Linked DNA regions of Mus musculus: region 1 is linked to region 2. A link is a contact called in public HiChIP or PLAC-seq data. All regions are on one chromosome and are shown on one strand. Each heading gives the region's core, a stretch centred on a gene start, on an enhancer-like site or on the middle of the called end of the contact. The rest is flanking DNA. Distances are from core to core; before and after follow the strand shown. Region 1 overlaps Lman2l (lectin, mannose-binding 2-like). Region 2 overlaps Uggt1 (UDP-glucose glycoprotein glucosyltransferase 1).

The links. HiChIP or PLAC-seq counts read pairs in DNA pulled down with a chosen protein or histone mark.
Region 1: a contact with region 2 is called in an HNF4G HiChIP or PLAC-seq map of pancreatic cancer cells. The contact joins two enhancer-like sites. A contact is called at or near these places in 4 of 484 Hi-C or Micro-C datasets (the G1E-ER4 cell line, double positive thymocytes and embryonic stem cells), 1 of 115 datasets of contacts at active chromatin or transcription factors (pancreatic cancer cells) and 3 of 9 other capture datasets (adipose tissue, liver and pancreatic islet).

Annotation. Positions count from the first base shown.
Region 1 is chr1:36,431,781-36,437,109 of GRCm38.p6, forward strand. All of the region lies in intron 4 of Lman2l (lectin, mannose-binding 2-like), which reads right to left. Among named protein-coding and RNA genes, the nearest start is that of Lman2l, 11 kb to the right of the region's middle. Within about 2 kb of position 1,456, at least 27 of the 459 cell types and tissues checked have an H3K27ac peak or open chromatin away from gene starts, as enhancers often do. A contact at or near this core is called in pancreatic cancer cells, where this site is marked.
Region 2 is chr1:36,197,412-36,202,559 of GRCm38.p6, forward strand. It overlaps Uggt1 (UDP-glucose glycoprotein glucosyltransferase 1), which reads right to left. Exons shown (of 41, transcript NM_198899.2): 11 at 4,294-4,354; 12 at 133-224. Among named protein-coding and RNA genes, the nearest start is that of Uggt1, 44 kb to the right of the region's middle. Within about 2 kb of position 3,125, at least 31 of the 459 cell types and tissues checked have an H3K27ac peak or open chromatin away from gene starts, as enhancers often do. A contact at or near this core is called in pancreatic cancer cells, where this site is marked.

The DNA.
Region 1 (5,329 bases), core at 206-2,705, 230 kb after region 2:
GCTTGCCTGGCATGCACATGGCCTTGGGTTAGATGCTCAGCTCCACATAAAACTGAGCATGGTCGGGTATGGTGGCGCACGCCTTTAATCCCAGCACTTAGGAGGCAGAGGCAGGCAGATTTCTGAGTTCGGAGCCAGCCTGGTCTAAAAAGTGAGTTCCAGGACAGTCAGGGCCATACAGAGAAATCCTGTCTCAAAAAACAAAAACAAAAACAAAAACAAAAACAGCATGACTGCACATGCCTGTAAGTCCACAGCCATCCTTGCGATACTTGGTTACATAGTAAACTCCGGCCTAGCATCAGCACCCTGTCTCTCCCACCAAAAAAGATTCTCATGAACTTCTGGAGTTGTGGATTTTAAAATTCTACAGGTTTGATGGGTTGATGCCTAACAGACAGGAGCACAGAGGGTCTCTGGAAGCCGAGGCTGCGTCCTCATCATCCTACACTACCTGCAGCTGCATGCCTTCGCGCTGTGCGACCTCTACGTCATATCCTTATTGGGATACGTGAGTGAGGTGTAGAGTTCACGGGATTAACTATGGGTAGATGAGAAGGGTGGACCACTTGGCACCATGACTGGCATTCAGGAGGACGTCAACAAAAATCCAGTCAATTAATAGCTGCATTAATGAATTTTTACATTATATATTGTTCAAAGCCAAACATGCATGATTCAGGAGAATAATTTCCTTGGCTGACACAGACCAGAAAAATGTCTAGAAACATTTGGGAATTAATAGGTGCAATCTGTTCCTTTTTTTTTTTTTTAAATGCATTTTAAATATATTAAAATACAATGAAAAGGTCATTTTTAATACCGTAACACCAAAAGGTTAAGAACTATATAACTTCCTAAAATAAAACACACTTGACTACACTTAGCACCTGGGAAAAGTCACTTCTCTGTTCAGAATCTTGGCCGGGAATCCCTCTTGTCCCAGCGCTCCTGAGTTCACCAACTAGCACAAGGGAGCCCCTCTTCTGGGGCAGTGATTCCCAACCTAAGCCTGCTACAAACTGCCAAGCTGTGCCTAACGCTAGATGTGAAGAAAGGGGTGGGAAGAGGAGCCGCACAGCAGCTACTGCCACGCTGGCATCCACCTAGGGGGTAAGTAGCAGCAGTCATTAAGGGGACATGCCTTCAGTGCTCTCAGGCCTGCGAGCCAGCACCACCATCTTCCTTGCTAACTCACTTCGTTTACTTATTTAGCAGGGAGAGGTCAGGGGACAGCTTGAGGGAGCCGGTTCTCTCCTTTCACCTTTTGGGTCCTGGAGATCAAACTCACTTGGTGACAGGTACCTTTAACAGTCGAGCCACCTGTGAGCCAGTGTCCTCACTTCACAGGCAAGAAATCTCATGAGAGAAAACACTGGTATTCAGGAATGTACTTAAGGTCTGAGACCAAGTGGTTCGCTCCAGAGCCCTGACTGAGTCACAGTGTATGACCAGTCTATCTGTCATCATAAAGGAAGTCTCAGCAAGTATAGTGGATACCTATGCTCCCAGGACTGCTACAGTTACAGACCAGGATACAAAGTAAGACCCTGCCTATTTTAAATAAGCCGAAGTTTAAAGCATACTTTTTTTTAAAGGAAAAGTCAGGTATGTAAAGAGCATACCTAAGCAGGAACTCTAAAGCACAAAGACAGACTGCAAAGTGGCTCCAAATTAAAGACTAAGAGAGGGCAGCGAGATGGCTCAATGGGGAAAGGGCCTTGCTGCCAAGCCTGACAACCAGTTTGAGCCCTGGGACCCAGAGGGTGGAAGGAGAGAACCAACTCTAGCAAGTTGTCCTCTGACCTCTACATGCATGCACTCTACCCCATACACAAAATAAGTGAGAGAGAGAGAATGTATGTTCCTTGGGTTTTCTTCTGCTAAAAGCACATCAAGGAGCATTAAGGATACCCACGTGGAGCTGAAGACTAGTAGCAGTGAGCTCAGCATTTTTAACTCCTCTGTTTTTTGACCATTATGCTAGGAATAGTTCTTGCTGTTTTAGGAAAAACACAGTGCATTTGGGGTTAAGGAGGCAAAGTTCAACAATTACTCTTAGCTAGTTGAGAAGAAAATGCTCACGTGTGAGCAAGTGTGTGCATGCCCGGGGCATATAAAGGACACAGGCTGGGGGCAAAGTGGTACATGACTATAATCCCAGCTACTCAAGAGGCTGAGGCAGGAACAATACCTAGGACCAGAAGTTTGATACCAGCCTGGGTAGTATCAGTAGGGTATATTCTAGAACTCTCTAACAGATTAACAATCTATAAATTTGAAACTTTTATCAAAATAATGATTTATCTGGATCTGACATCCATCAGATCTTAAACTCCCAGCTTCATAACTATGTCTTTAGACAGCTGCTATATGATGCGACCTTTTCATTTGTAAAAAGATGCCTATACAGATTTGCCTTCTTCCCCGCTCTGGATTTTCTGTAGCAACAGAACAAATGACTTCTCTACTAGGTGCTGCTAGGAGGCAGCCTCCTCTTGAGCTGTGCACATGAGTCCTCAATGCCACTGGCCCTACAATGCTCTTCAGCTAGTCTTTCATGCAGGAACAGAAAGGAAACCCGAGTATCTAAGCAGAATCTATACTCCTCAGAGCAGGCAATAAAGCTAAGACACACGACTCTGTCAGCACCAAACCCCATTGGCCTCCTACAAGGTGACTCTGACCTCAGCTCTCAGCTCCTCAAAGGCTGTGGAAAAAGGGGTACTTCCAGGCCCCTAAACAATGCTTATATACTTGAGCATCATCATCTAAGAAACTTTAAAAAAAAAAAGGTGTCACATCTAAGCGTTAAAACATGAAAACTTAAGAAGTCAGAGTTCCTTTGAAAAAGATTTCCATAGATGGTGGTAGCACAAGCCTCAGAAGGCAGAGGCAGATGGATCTCTACGTTAGAGGCCAGCCTGGTCTACAGAGCAAATTCCAGGACAGCCAGGGCTGCACGGAGAAACCCTGTCTCAAAAAAAAAAAAAAAGAGAGAGGAGCAGGGGAGATTCCATGGGTCAAAAAAGACCAAGTAAAATTAGTTTATCAAGAGAAGGACTAAGGGAACCCAAGGTATGCATACGTGTGTGCTTGCAGGTCTGTGGTATTATTAGTGTGGGGGGTGGGGGTTAGGTGGGGAGGTGTTAGGGACTGAGTTCTCCACTTTCTGGGCATGAGTTGTATCACTATTTCCTCAGCTTGAAATGTGTTTTGAAGACATTAGTGTTCATTTTCTTCCAGTTAAAAGGAGGAGAATATATATATGTGTGTATGTGTGTGTGTGTATATGTATATATATGTGTGTGTGTGTGTGTGTATACATATATATATGTAAAAATATGGGGACTACCTAGACTACGATATCCAGGCTAGCCTGATCAAGGCAGACTGGGGAGCTGCTAATCTCACTCCTGGCTGCCTCTCCCTCCCATGTGTGAGGCTCAAACACGTCACAGACAAAAAGACAGCCCAGCCTGCCAACAGCTTTGCTCTTCTGTGTTGTCATTCCAGGAAGTCTCTTGCCACTAGACTCTGGTTTCAACTGAACAAAGACATCTGTGCTCCAAGGGTGCTACCAAGTTCTCTGAAGTGTTCACCGACATCTGGGTTCACAGGAGAAAGAAATATGATCTTCAGTTGGATGGGTTCCTCGGGTCAAAGGGCTATGGACTCATCTTTCAACCACATCTAAATCAACAGTGACACAGAGACATCATCCATGGAACACTTGACCCACCCATAGTGGGTTCAGGTAAGTGCTAATTAAGGTGATGATTATCATAACGTCAGAACATTTTTAACCACTCCATAACTCCATGCCCACTGGCAGTCACTCTCACCCTTCCTACTTGAGAGCCCCAGCTCTGGACAACTCTCTCTACCTTGTCTCTGTAGATCTGACCATATTTCACAGGAAAGAGCTCACATGATATGCAAGACTCTTGTGACCCATAGCAATACTTATTTTATCACCGAATATTCCAGCTGATGGACACAAGGTGTTATCAGCGTTTTGACTGCTATGACCATCTGTGCACAAGCCTTTTCGTAGATACTATTATTTCTCTTGGCTACACACACGCAAGGGGATTCACCAGATTAGAGAATCTCTATCTTTAGCCCGCTTTCCAGCTGTATCATTTTACATCCCCACAAGTATCTGTAGGTTCCAAATGACGCCCACATCTCTGCACTCAAATTCTGGTGGCTGTGGGGATCTTACTGTGGTCTCATCTGTGTCTCTCTAAGTTGATGACGGAGGGCATCAGTTCATGTTTACTGGCCATCCATTTATCTTCTTCAGATAAAATCTACTCAGATCATTTGCCTATTATTTTATTAGCTTGTCTTTTTATTAAGTTGTAGTAGTTCTTTGTATGACAGTTCTTTATATATTCCAGCAATGGCTCTCTAGTAAGATTTGCACTTATTTTCCTCCATCCTACAGGTGATTCCACTTTCTAGGTATGCTCTCAGTGCTGGGGCCTGAATCCAGGGTCTTGCACGCATATGGCAAATACTCTTCTGAGCTACACCACCAGCCCTACTCCTGACAGTGTGCTTTGAAGCACATAAGTTATTACTTTTAAAAACTATTTTGAGAGCTGAGCACAGTGGTGCACGCCTTTAATCTCAGCGCTTGAGAGGCAGAGGCAGGCAGATCTCTGAGTTGGAAGCCAACACAATCTAAAAAGCAAGTTCCAGGACAGCCAGGGCTACACATAGAAACCCTGTCTTGAAAAACCAAAAAAGAAAAAAGGACATTTATTTTCGGTGTCTGTGTGTTTTTCCTGCATGCATGTCTGTGCAGCACATGCACACCAACAGATGTCAGAAGAGGGCACGGAGAAGTCAGAAGTAGAGTTATGGACAGTTATGAGCCACCATGTGGGTACTGGGAACTGAAGCTCTACAAGAAGGCCTGGTGCTTCTAACCGCTGAGCCGTCCCTCCAGCCCCAGGTTCCTCCTTCGGTGAAGACCAGTTTCCCTGTGCTTCTTTTTGTCATTTCTGCTTTTGTTACCAAATCTAAGAAGCCAAAATCGCAGAGGCAGAGATTCTGGAGTCAGATCTATGACCTATGTGACCAAGTAAGTTCTGCAGACTTTCTTCTGCTCTTCAGAGTCTTACTCATAGGGCAAGGATGGTAACAGTTGCAACAAAGAGTGCTACAAGTAAATAATAAACTTGGACCAATGCCTGCACCCTTGTGTGAGTAAGCAAAGTAAACCACACCACTGAGAACATACATTTGATTTTATCCTCTGAGACAGCCCCAGTTGGTTGGGTATGGAGAAGACGACAATTTTCTACATTCTCTGGAC
Region 2 (5,148 bases), core at 1,875-4,374:
ACATGAACCTGAGCACGTCAGTTATAAAACCTAAGGAAGGGAGGGGAGAGAAGAGGGAGGGAGGGGGGAGGAGAGAAAAAGGAGGAAGGAGGGAGGGAGGGGGCAGGGAGAGAATAGAAATATTTTCCAAACCTGAATATATCCTGGGTGTCTAAATCGATATGAAGTCCATTGATGAAGAGCGCTGAGTCTCCAGGCTGTAATCCTATAGTTCCCTTGAAATACTGAAAGCACACACAAAGGCAGGGAGAGCACACTTAGCAAAGCTTGCTCTTCCTGGGCTTTACTGCCCACATAAATCTTGACATTCCTAGGCTAGGTTAAGACTGTCTTCTAGCCGGGCATGGTGGTGCACGCCTTTAATCCCAGCACTTGGGAGGCAGAGGCAGGCGGATTTCTGAGTTCCAGGCCAGCCTGGTCTACAAAGTGAGTTCCAGGACAACCAGGGTTATACAGAGAAACCCTGCCTCAAAAAACAAAAACAAAAACAAAACAAAACAAACAAAAGACTGGCTTCTATATTCTCCACACATCCTCCCCTCCTGAGCACCTACTGCAATGAGCAAAGACACTGCCTTACTGGGTCTTCATCTTTCATCCTCCCCTCCTCCCTCCATTCTGATAATGACAAGATGATTTCTATAACATTGGGCACGCGGAGCAGGAACACCAAGGGTCACGTATCAGGAAAGAAACCAGAGGGGCCAGGAAGTGGCTCAGTGGATAAAGAAAGTGCTTCCCATGCAAGAGGGAGGCCTGGGGTTCAAATCCCCAGAGCTACCCACGGGAAGGCCAGGTAGGCAGGCATGGAGATCCATCTGTAACCTCAGCACTGTGGGAGAGATGGGACCCCAAAAACAAGCTGGCTAGCTAGATAAGCTGAATGTGTGAGTCCTAGGTTCAGTCAGAGACCCTGCCTTAGTAAATAAAGTAGGGCACAAATCAGAAAGACACCCAACATCAACCCCCAGGCTCTGTACACATCCACCCAAATACATACGTACCCACAAAAATGTGTTCCACAAACACTCAAACACATACATACATACATGCATCCCTCACACACAACATAATATAAGTAGGACGAACTGAACAAATATTATCTCTATTTAATTTTTAAAATAACATGTTTCTTCTTGGCCCACAATAAGTAAGATATTTATTCTTTTGAGTTCCTTTTCCAATAATTCTCTGGACTACAAAGAACTAAAGCTTACAGTTCTGCCTTATGCGGGACACCAATGGAATGTACATGTTTGTTCACTGCCTTAGAAAGCCCTTTACAATTATCTCCTTAATACTGAAGGCAGACGCTATCTACAGTCAGTGTCTCAGGAAGATTCTCACTTCTATCAAGTCACATGGGCTCTGGAATTCCCCCTACCTCTGTCTGCAAATGCTAGACTACAGTGCATAAGCTTTGCTTTTTTATGTTTCTGTTGCTTTTCCTGATTGTGATGCCAATCAAAGCTGAGCTGGCAAGCAACACAAGGGCCCCTTAATAAAGTCGAGGACTGGAAGAAGTACTCTAGACAGTGGTGCAGTACTTTAGACAGTGCAGTGGTGCAGTACTCTAGACAGTGCAGTGGTGCAGTACTCTAGACAGTGCAGCGGTGCAGTACTCTAGACAGTGGTGCAGTACTTTAGACAGTGCAGTGGTGCAGTACTCTAGACAGTGCAGTGGTGCAGTACTCTAGACAGTGCAGCGGTGCAGTACTCTAGACAGTGCAGTGGTGCAGTACTCTAGACAGTGCAGTGATTCAGTTCTCTAGACAGTTCAGTGATACAGTTCTCTAGACAGGACAGAGGTACAGTACACGAGACAGTACAGTGATACAATATTGCTAGACAGTAGAGTGCCGTGCAAAAGGAGTTACCAGATACCAACAACAGAATTTTGGATGAACTCTGAGAACACCTTCACTTTCCAGTACTCAGAGGACTAGGAAAAGGTATACTTCTGAATTCTAGCACTGCATGGGAAAACCAAACAGTGAGAAGCTGTTGTGTCTCATGCTTCACAGACACGGCAGCATCAATCAGAAAACAATATGAGAACACAAAAATATAGAAAACACACATCTACATATACAGCAATGACAAAAGAGGCTATATATCTGAAAGAATAAAGAGGGGGAGGGGGAAGGAAGAGAAAGAAAGATGTAATTATATTATAACCTCAAAAAAAAACATAAAAGGTTTTAAATATGAACTACAACAAAATTTGCTTAAAAACAAAAACAACAAAACCACAGAAATGATGGAAAGCTGAAGCAGCTAAGGACTGGAATTCCAAACCAGGGAAGGGCAGGCAGGCAGAAGCACTAGCCTTCAAGCCAGCTCAAGTCATTTCCCAGAGTGCATGTGAGACACCAGACGTGGCAGTGTACATACATCTGTTAACCCAGCCTACAGCACAACCAGCCTGGAGCATACAGTACAGCGTCAGAAACAAGTAGAGCCTGCCTCAGCAAGGGAAAAGACAAGAATGTCTCCTCAAAGTGTCCTCTGACCTCAATAGTGAGCCATGATATACTTATATGTGCACGCACACACGCACGCACACAGACACACTTAAAATAAAATAGAAAAGAATTGGAATTTTCTCCACAGGACAGTTTCAAATCTGCTCGCTTGGGCCTCTGAGATGGTAAGAAAGACTAATTCTGAGCTTGTACATACAACCCAATGTAGATCAAGATCTGAAACACAGAGGAGATTTCACAGTGAGAAAACTCATCACACTGGATTTAAGATTTCATGCACACTTGTGTTTCATCTTTAAGAATTTTGTGTGCATGTATTTAAGCATTTTTAAATAACATGCTTTACTCAAAAACATTAAAAATCCAAGAAATACCAATATAGCTCACATAAGTTAATATTCTGCCTCCCTGGCATGTGGAACTGTCAGAACATGGACCAAGAATGAATGGAGTCATGTGAGGGAAATTCCAAGTGCTTGTGAGAAAACTCTAAGAAAACAAAACAAGAGTCTTGTGACCTCCGTTCCTTCGAAAATACAGAATTGTCCTTGTTTCTGTGCTCCTCTGAGGTGTGGTGGATAGGGGTGAGTCACGTCAGGCTGCTCAATACAGCTGGCTATTGTTATTTGTTTACTCACCTCTCTAGAAAAACATGGCTTTGCCGCATGTGGTTTGCCCTTAGGACTGGATACTTTACTCTGTGACTCTTCTTAACCCTGAGAGTACAAACTGTCTGACACTCTGAGTAAGGCTGGCTTAGCATGAGACTTTAGTCCACTTCATTTTCAGGCTTTATTCTCCCAGACCCCACCACCCTTAGTGCAGTAAACAGGGGATCGTAAATTCAAAGGTATAGTTAACACTGCTATTCTGGAAAATAAATGTACATGCAATTACTAAATTGAGTGTTTTTATTTGTTTTTTGTTTTTTTGAAACAGAGACTGATGTGCCCCAAGCTGGCTTCAAACTCACTACATAGCCACGAATGGATGGACCAAGAAGTTCCAGTTCTCCTACCTCTACTCTCACACTTGGAGGTTGCAGGTGTAGTTACCACCACCCATGGTGATGTTTTTAATTTAGTAAATATGTGTGAAGTATTTGGTTTCTTTCTTTCTCAAATCTACTTAATTAACTAACGTCCTACCCATAATGAAATCTAGGGGTAAAAGCGGCTAATTGAGGCCAGGTGTGGTGGCGCACGCCTTTAATCTCAGCACTTGGGAGGCAGAGGGAGGTCAATCTCAGGGCCAACCTGATCTACAGAGTTCTAAGACCATCAGGAACACAGAAGCCCTGTCTTGAAAAACCGTAAGTGAATGGATGGATGGATGGATGGATGGATGGATGGATGGATGGATGGATGACGGATGGATGGACAGACAGACAGGTAGATAGATGGATAAGCTGAACACACCCACAGCTCTAGGCCAATGGATGGATTCTGGAACAAAGGGATAGGAGGGAGCAGTGAGCATCCTGGCAGCCTCCAGGAACTACATGTGGGGCTGACAGGAAAGGAGGACAAGAGCCCAGCTTCCACGTGGAATGCACCAAAGGCAGGAACGAAAGGCTTAAAGACTTAGGAGGCCCACACTCCCTGTTGACCGCACCCCCAACCTCCAGTCAGGAGCCTCTCCTAAACAAAATGCTACAAATCTGATAAAAAGTACTGTATGATAATAGTATTACTAAGAGGAATACTACTAAATGCTACGAACTTAATTCAAGTCTCTCCATTTTTTAAAGCTACAGCCCAGGAGTGTCTTCTACAACAGTGGAGTACTTTCTAACAGTCAGCAATACCTTCTGGTTCTCTTCCACTTCCGCTCTAAGCTGCGCGCTCACAGCCGTTTTCGTTATTGCTCTAAAAAAGGATAAAAGTGTGATCAGTGTTTAGCTTAGCATTCCATATAAAGGTCTTCAGTTTTCCTGTTTTTAGACATGAACCATATGACTCAATAAATTATAAAAATAAGAACTAAGTAAACCTCACAGCTGCAGAACTGGCAAACGTGTTCACCCTGCAGATGCCGCATGGTGGCAGGACGTGACAAGTCTGGTGGCTTCCGATTTCTTGACTGTGTGGCCCTACTCCTGATGTGACATTTGCTGCTCAGATAACTAGCCAGCAGAAACGTACTCCGGCTGACTGCTAGTCCTATTAAATCCTCTCGTGGAGGCTGAACCCTGTGTGTCTTCCAGAAGCGTAATGGCTTTAAGCATAATGGCTTTAAGCGTAATGGCTTAAGAAATCTTCCATAGGCACTCCACGGTGAAAAAGGGGCTTACTTAGGAAACTCTTAGCCAAGAATTTAACCTTAGTTATTTAAGACAACATCTGGAAAAGTTTCTAAGAATTTGGCTTTTAGACAATTTTGCCTCACATTCATAGTCAGAGATTAACACTACAGAATAGACAGCAATGTCAGGAAATTCATTCTGTTACTATGAACAAGTCAGTCTCCCTGAGTCTGTTTCTAAGTCAGGACCCTGAATCCCTCTTCTCTCTTCCTCCTCCTTTCAGAAGAACTGAGGATTAAGCCCGGAGCCCCGTGCACATGAGGCAAGTGTTCTGTCACTGAGCCCTAGGCAAAGCCCCTCTTCATAAGGATTCAAAAATGGCAGTATGGACCAGACTGTGGATTAGCTGATGTGGCC